2 separate regions of the Mus musculus genome follow, and region 1 is linked to region 2. A link is a contact called in public HiChIP or PLAC-seq data. All regions are on one chromosome and are shown on one strand. Each heading gives the region's core, a stretch centred on a gene start, on an enhancer-like site or on the middle of the called end of the contact. The rest is flanking DNA. Distances are from core to core; before and after follow the strand shown.

Region 1 (4,206 bases), core at 752-3,251, 130 kb before region 2:
GTCCAGTGCTTGCGGGAGTCACTTGGCAGATCAGCTCTAATTGTAGCTGAAAATAGTCTTGTGCATATAATCACTTGTTCATAACAGGAACAAATAGATTTAAAAAATAGAGTCAACTGTAGTTACACCATGGAGCACCTGCTTTGCATGTCCAACTCATGTGCAATCCCCGTCATCCTGCCCCCCTCCCCCCAAACAACATGTTTTGTAAACTGGCCTATTGGTAACATTATATAAACTTAGGAGTATGATTATATATTACAGATTAATCATGGTATATACAGGCAAAGATTAGAATGTAAAGCTAGTTTTATAAAGCTGGGTAATGTTACCTAAATTTACTTAAATTCTGGTAGCCGTATTTTGAGCTTTAATGTTTGATATTTTTCTGGAGGTCTTTAATACTCAGTTGGTTATCATCCAATCTGTAAAAACCACTATGGTATTGCTACTGATGAGAAACTGACTTCAAGGTTAAGGGACATTTCTTTCCACACAATGTTTAAGTGTCAAAACTTCATCAGTTGCTTTTGTTAAAGTTATATGTCACATGTCATTATTTTCCAAAAATTTATGTTTCAAGTGCATCAAAAATAAGTAGCAAACTTTAGTTTATTGTAAATGTGTATTGTTTCTCACAGAAGTTTAGGTGTTAGAGGAAAACATAAATTACTGTTTCTCTTCCTTTCTTTCTAGCAGAGTTTTGCTAAGCTACCTTAAATTAGAAATAATAATAATAATAGAAATAATTAATAAAAATAATAATGGTGTGTGTTTTATTTTGACCACTTCTTGGAAAGTAGATGATAGCAAAATACACTTTTTAGTGTTTTTTTTTTTTTTTCAGTAGATATATTTTCAGTAGAGCTGTGATTTAAACACATCTTTTGTTTTGGAAGGTTTCACGCCTCCCCCTAAAGCATCAGAAAACTCTTTTCCTCCTGTAAAACCCTTTTACTTTTGCACTGAGCTGTGCGTTACCTACTCCTTTCTGATGCCTTCTGTGCATGCTTAAAGGATCCATTGCAGTCGTTACTCATTGTCAGGTGGCGTCAAGTTTACTTGGAGATCTCCTGTTTTGTGTTACTGTGTGTCAACCCTCTTGGGTCTTGCTTCACTTTCATTTCTCCGATCATGCATGGTTCTGAGGTTCTGTATGGGCCCTGCAGGCACAATGTCAGGAGATGGAGAATGTTAGTGGAGAAGATCCAGGAACCTGTGTATGGCCTAACTCCTGCTCTTAGCGACCTTCTTAAAACACTGGAGTGCTCCTACCTATCCTTAGGACCAAGCCCTATCCTTTCCAAGCCAGTAACTCCTCACAGAAGGTGTGGCCATTTAACCCCTGAGCCTTTACTACTGCCCTGTGTTGCTAGGGAGGTAAAGGTATTCCAAGGGAAAGAGTGGTTTTAGAGCCAGAAAGCCCTGGGTAAAAACCCTTGCTTCAGTCTTCGCCTCAAATTCTGTTGGACTTGTGAAAATCTTTTCATACTCTGAAGCCCCATTTCCCTCCTCTGTGACAAGAGCCTTGTTGTTTTTATCTCACAAAGCGTCTTGAGCATTCACTATGGTAAGGTGTGTGCAATGCCACCACGGGTCTTATTCAGTGCTTCTACACATGCACATTCTCAAGATTACTATAGGATACATAGGTTGCTGGCTGGCTGGGCAGCTCAAGAATTCCTCTCTTGCGTGGGCTCTGCTGCAGTCCACGCGAGTAATTGTTCACATTCTCATTGGGGGACCCTTGTCTCCTTGTACGATATTGTTCCAGGTACAGAGTACAAGATCCATGGCAGGTAGTTGCTGCTTTGGCTGAGAAGTATCTCCTACCCTAATCAGACAGTGTTTCATCACAATCCTTTAGTTGTGGCTTTTAAGGTTTTACCAGGGTGACAGCATTCAGGGAAGTTCCAAGCATGCATCCTTACCAGCTGTGTGCAGCTCATTCATAGGTCTTCCTGGTAAGATGCGATTTCCCAATCATGGATTTTTTTTTTTTCTGTAAGCAGTGTTGCCTAGCAATACATGTGATGCCTAGGATCATACCTGGTTTCCAGGGTAACGAAGCTTGGCGGTTGTTCCAAAGGTCAGGTACTCTGGCAGCAAGGGAAAAGGTTTGTTAATTCTTGTACCCAGGATGCAGCAGATCCATCCAGGAGCCTCACATGTCAGACTTACTAAGATTTACTACTCCAGGAAATACTTAAGAAGTGTGTCAAACAGCGGGAATACAGCACAAAGATAAAGAGTAGTGCCTGCCTTGATGTTGTTTCTTCCAGTGCCCTAAATTCCTTTCATTGCCCGTGGAACCCCAGGTTTATTATCTTTCAAAGGCCAACTCAGATGTTGCCTGTTCTCTAAAGTTGATTAAACGGGAGTATGGCTTTGGTCCTCTCTGTCTATCCACCCTGTAGTCATGGGCTGGTTTGGGAGTACTCTGAATCCCTTAAAAATAAAGTGTAGATCCTGTGTTGCCGTGGGAATGCATGGTTGAGAAGGGAGCGGTTGCTTTTTCCACATTTTCAATGGGATCTGTACTCTCTCCCTCCCCCTCATTACTTTATTATGAGCTTTCTTACGCATGCCTTCGCTTGCTGAATGTCGTCTATACTTTCTACTGGAGTGCCTTCACAAGAAAGAGACTGTATGTATGTGCTTGGGTGTCAGATACCAGGCCAGCATATTACCCGTCCCATAGCGAGCTCTCAGAAATGTGTGCCGATTGAATCACCTGTAGCACCCGCCTAGGCTCTGCAGTCGGAATGATGCCGGGGTGTCCCATTTCAGTTAGCATTCCTTTGCCCAGTTTTGTCCCGTAGAGTTTCAAATTAAATGGCCTAAGTCTTCTAATCTGCCATTGCCGTTTTTTAATACTCATAGATGATTGGGAGAATCTAAGAAAAATGGCTAATATGGCGGGAGGGGGAAATAATTAAAAAAATTGGGCTAATGGAAATGATACACTCATATATTAAATATTTTAACTCTGGTCTTCTAAATATATATTAATTTATTTGTATTTTTCTAGTGAGAGAAACAGTAGGTGTGACCTTAAACAAAATTTCAACTTTACCATCACCAGCTGATAACCTTTGTTATCAAGTTATCATTTCGAGGCTAGCCTGGTCTACAGAGTGAGTTTCAGGACAGTCTGAGCTACACAGAGAAACCCTGTCTCAAAAAACAAAAAAAAAACAAAAACAACAAAAAAAAGTTATCAAACACATGCAATTTCTGTGTGTGTCTTCTTGGGGCACAGGTCTGCCATGTGTGTATGTAATAACTGTGGGTGTCTTCTCAGGGCACAGGCCTGTCATGTGTGTATGCAGTATCTATGTGTGTCTTCTCAGGGAACATGTCTCCCAGGCATGCATGCAGTGTCAGACTATGTCTTGTCAGGGTACAGAGACCAGCCATACCTGCATGCAGTGACTCAGGGCATAGGCCCTTCATGTGTCCATGCAGTGTTCATGAAGAGGATGGTTACTAAGTCTCTGTCACATTAGAGTGGCTGATTTTCGAGTAGGGAGCAAAGGGAGACTTCTCTGCCTGTTTATATTTTGTAAAACATTGTCTATATGAGGCATATATTACTTTCATAATTGGGGGAAATTGACATTGCAAGCATGTGGCTAATGAGCTTCCTTCATCTTTCATGCTGATTTAATTAAGAAAATGTTGCCTTTTGTATAGTGAAATAAAAAGATGCTGTTTTCTTCTTTCCACTAGGAAACTCCTCAGGGTGCTCCCCCTGCCCAGTGAGAACTGGAGCGCTCTGGTCGGAGAGTGGTGCTGCCATCCCGACCCCTTTGCTAATAGGCCTCTTCATCCGAGAGAAAATGACTGTTTTATTGGGGACTCTTTCTTCTTAGTGAATTTGAAAAGTGATTTGGAGCAGGTAAGAGTTGCACTGAAAAAAAAAAAATCTTTTCAAAATACATGCTTAAGAGGCTGATTTAGATACCAGTTTCCCTGCTTTTAATTCAGGGTTTGTTGAAGAGCTTGTTCTTAAAAAGCCCAAATTCATTATTTTTAACTGCTTCCTTCCATTCTCCAGCTCTTCGGATAAAGTAAGAACTTTAAACTCAAGCAGCTAGTAGAATCTGGAAGAACATTCCTGCATGGATTTGAGTGTGCTATCATTTCCCATACCAAATGCCCTGCTTTCTGGACATTATAATCATCTGTGCATTTTAATCTCAA
Region 2 (3,982 bases), core at 412-2,911:
AAAAAAAAAAAAAAAAGAAAGAAAAGAAAAGAAAAAAAGAAACAAAACAAACCCCAACCAACAACTTTCTTAAAACAAATTGGAAACAGATTTTCCTGTCACAGATAAAAGCTAGAGAATACAAAATCAGCTTTTGAAATAGTTAACTCACAGTGATTTAAATAAATAAATAAATACCACAATGCATTATGTAATACCTGCTCCCAAGGTTGGGTATGTATTTTTGTTAGTGAAACTTAAAAAGTACATAATGTATACTTGGTAGGGAAAGCTAACAAAACTAGAGAGAGATAAAAAAAAAACCTCTTTAGGTCAAAATTTCAGATTTTCCTTACTTGGTGGTGTGGGGGTGGGGTTGGGGGCTTTGCATTATTTGGTCAGTTTAAGTTCTCATTCTCCATGTTAGAAGCATGGGAAACCAAAGCTATTTGTTGATGTCCAGGCAATAGTGAAGATTCAAGGATCCTGTGCCTCTGGCTTTTTCTCATTTATCTGCAAGGTTACTGTGAGAAAGTGGGGTTTCATCCATTTCCCTCTGGGTCCACCATGGACACTTGTCAGGCCTTGTGTGCTCAGTAAGCCATTTATTTTTCTGCATTAGTTTTCTTGTTGGTAAGCCAGTGTCTCAAATGCTGCTCTGCCTTAATCCCAAGGCTGTGCCCAGGGCAAGTAGAGTCATAATTAGCTTACTACACTTCAAAATGCTTTACAGGTTTCAGGTGGGCCTTTTACAATTCCCATCTTGCAGGTGGGGAAAGATGGAAAGATGTTAACCCGTCTATGAAAGGTCACAGAACTAGTCCATGAGAGATCTGGTCTAGCAAACAGATCCTGTAATTACAGCGTTTCTCTTCACTGCACATTTGGGGGTCTTGGGAGAAGCTGCCCTGTGATTTTAGGATGCTCTGCAACATCCCTGCCTCTCCCTGTTAGATGTCAGTCACCACACCCTCACAGTTGTTGACAACCAGACTTCAGAGCTAAATTTCCTAACCATTTTCACTATGGCATGGATTGGAGTTAGATGCTCCCTTAACTATTCAGTGCCACAGTAATTTGCAGAATTAAAAGCAGTAACTGATTTTGTCTCTATAAGGTAGTGTGTTTTCCCAGCAGACTGTTTGCATAGAAGCAGAACACCACCGCCCTCAATAGACTCTGTGTTAATACTCAAGACCTGTAGTCTCCTGTCCAGTCTAATTCTAAACCATTCCTCCATCCCTAATGGGACATAGACATGTCTCCCTTAACACCCTGACCCATCTGGTAAGGGTGGAGAAATGGGAGATGGGGGGAAAAAATCATGTGGATTTATATAGCATATTATCTCTTCATAACCATTATATTTTTTATTATTTATTCACATATTTTGAGACAGCTCCTTACTGTGTAGCCCAAGGCTAGCTTCCACACACAATAGGGCCAAGCTTGGTGTGTCCTGGCCTAAAACACATTTCCCCCACCCTCACTCGGCCTATTATCTCACTTGATCTTCACAGAAAGCCCTGGAGGTTTATAAGCTGTAATTGTCCCATGGTTAGATGATGTTTAGAAACTGTGTAACCCTTCTTCCTTTTTTGTTCCCTCAACTTCGGTGCTCTCATTGCAAAACTTGATGTAGGAGCTCAGCAGGAAGTTGATGTGGAAACTCAGCAGGTGCATTCCTTGCTGCACCACATGAAGAGTAACATCCTCTGAAGCCCTCTCCATAAAGCTCGTGCCTCCTGCACCGAAATGTTCTGCCTTTTTTCTTTCCTTGTAATGGGGATCATTAACTACCTGCCTGCCCCTTTTGCTGCAGCTGGGGCTTAGGCACCAACTTCCTTGATACTTCTCTAAGAATGGAATGAATTTACTTCTGGGTGGCCTTGTACAAGCTTCCCAAACCCACCACTCTCGTCAGCATTATCTCTGCATTGCCCTCTCTTTCTGGCTTTACTGTCACCTCAGGACTAAAACTCCATAAACATTTGTAGTTAGCTATCATTTTTTTTTTTTTTTTTTTTGTTATCAGAACTTTTGGGAAGTTACAAGCATTTGTTTGAGCTAAACCTTGTTGATAGTTCGAAATGTTTTGCACAAATGCCTGTATGAATTAAGTTTTCCTTTTTTGTTTTTTTGTTTTTTTTAAACACTAGGTTAAGATGAATTACTGCTAGCAAACACAACAAGTATAATTGCATGTGATTAAAATTATCAGCATGGCCTGAAGAGAAGAAGGGGTACTTACCAACGGTGTTAAGGCCAGAAAATTGCCTAGTAATCTTTTAGACTCAGAATTCTGCTAACAGAATGTCTAAAAAGAGTAGTTTGGACAAATGGAAGCATGAACTAGATTACGTCATGGATATCTAGCTTTACTGTCAATTAAAACGTTTTAAAAAATGGATATGAATCATTCTAATTACTTGATGGTTCATTTAAAAAAGACTGATTGGTTCTTGCTATAAAGTGCAATGTCTGCCTCGCCCGAGTGAATTCTTCTGAGGTTGGTCTGTGTCCTGTTGACCAGATTTGGCCCCATCCCGCTCAGATCTGACATGCAGCTTTCCGTTCCATCATTAAAGCACTGTGGATTTTTTTTTTCCAGGTGGCCTTTTTGAAGATGTAACTGTTGAAGCTGCGGCTTTCTGGTCTACCAGCGGACAGCTCTCCAGCTCGGAACCCAGCCCAAGCCAGCAGTTTGCTCTGTGAGCACAACCTGCTGGGGTGAACAAGAACTAAGCTGCAGAATGGGGACTGTGCTGAAATTTCCAGTTTTTCTTGTTTGCATTTCTTCTCTAAGAGTTGACTTTAGGTCCCTGCAAACTCAAGGCTATAAGGAAAGTTGTAGTAGCAGGTTAAGTATAGAAGTTGCACCTCTACTTCCCACAGAGAGGAATATTCAAATCTGTGCTGTGTCAGCACCACCTGGAAGCATATTAGCTAATGGAAGCCCATCTGTCCTGTGTGAACGCAGCGAGGAACTTCACTGGGGAGCTGAATGTTAACCACTCTAAATCCTGGGAAATAAACTTTTAAAGGGCTCCGGGTTTGTTTAAAACACATCTTTAAAAACTAAAATGTACAAGTTTTCATATCTTATTCAAAGAAGATGCTTGTTGGTGTTTGTTGAATGAGTGAGTATCCAATTAAAGTTTTCCTGAGGGTGTAAAACTGCATGTGTTCTTTTGTTCTTTATTTCCTTCACCACATGCTACTGCAAATTAATAAATGTACAACGCTGGTGTCTTAATATAGAATTATCTCGATTCTTATGTGCCCAAACAAGAAAGCATCGAGAATGGCAAGAGCTGAGCCCAATCCTGCCATTCCTGGGCCAGCTCCTAACTTTAGGAAGAAGGCTTGAGTATCATACAGCTCGGTTCAAGGGCAGGGACTAAAGTTGGGGCCGTAGCCAGGCTGACTGATCTCCCTTGCTGGGAAATCCATCCACACTCTTCTCTCCCTACTACCACATTCAGAAGGACAGGCATCTGCAGTCATCTCTGCTGTGGATCTCACATGGTGGTGTTGATCCTAGGTTGTGAGCCACCTAATAATACCTCTTAATTCCAAACAACTAAGTTTTCTGTTCCCTCATTTTCTGACACTCTTAGTTGTAAGGATCACTTGGCGTCCTCTTCCTTGGAGTTTACCCAGCAGAGCGGTGGGATTAGGTATTAGAGCAGCATTTGCTGTCCTGCCTTTGGAGCCAGTGGACTGACATCTGCTGCATCCTGCAGTGTCACTTTATTAAACACAGTTTGAAACACTGATGTTCTTGGTGTTGTGTCCAGGACTCCAGCCACAGAGAATTAGTTTGGCTTCACTTAAGCTGCTAGGCTTCCAACACCATGCTGACTTTTCATGCTTTTAATTTCTGGCAGTAGAGAACAAGAATTTGTGACCTCAGTACTTTGTCCATGGATGACTCTTTACTGTGGGAGAATGCCCTGTACCTATATATGTTCTGCAGCCTTTCTGACCACTGCCTACAGGA

The links. HiChIP or PLAC-seq counts read pairs in DNA pulled down with a chosen protein or histone mark.
Region 1: an H3K27ac HiChIP or PLAC-seq map of T-cell acute lymphoblastic leukemia shows a contact between it and region 2, with 4 times the contacts expected there. The contact joins two enhancer-like sites. A contact is called at or near these places in 5 of 484 Hi-C or Micro-C datasets (Th2 cells, centroblasts, cerebellum and 1 more) and 1 of 115 datasets of contacts at active chromatin or transcription factors (T-cell acute lymphoblastic leukemia).

What each region holds. Positions count from the first base shown.
Region 1 is chr9:86,440,281-86,444,486 of GRCm38.p6, reverse strand. Ube2cbp (ubiquitin-conjugating enzyme E2C binding protein) reads left to right here. Exons shown (of 10, transcript NM_027394.2): 4 at 3,733-3,901. Among named protein-coding and RNA genes, the nearest start is that of Ube2cbp, 23 kb to the left of the region's middle. Within about 2 kb of position 2,001, at least 6 of the 459 cell types and tissues checked have an H3K27ac peak or open chromatin away from gene starts, as enhancers often do. A contact at or near this core is called in T-cell acute lymphoblastic leukemia, where this site is marked.
Region 2 is chr9:86,306,485-86,310,466 of GRCm38.p6, reverse strand. It overlaps Ube2cbp (ubiquitin-conjugating enzyme E2C binding protein), which reads left to right. Exons shown (of 10, transcript NM_027394.2): 10 at 2,591-3,233. The coding sequence ends at 2,611. Among named protein-coding and RNA genes, the nearest start is that of Ube2cbp, 160 kb to the left of the region's middle. Within about 2 kb of position 1,661, at least 3 of the 459 cell types and tissues checked have an H3K27ac peak or open chromatin away from gene starts, as enhancers often do. A contact at or near this core is called in T-cell acute lymphoblastic leukemia, where this site is marked.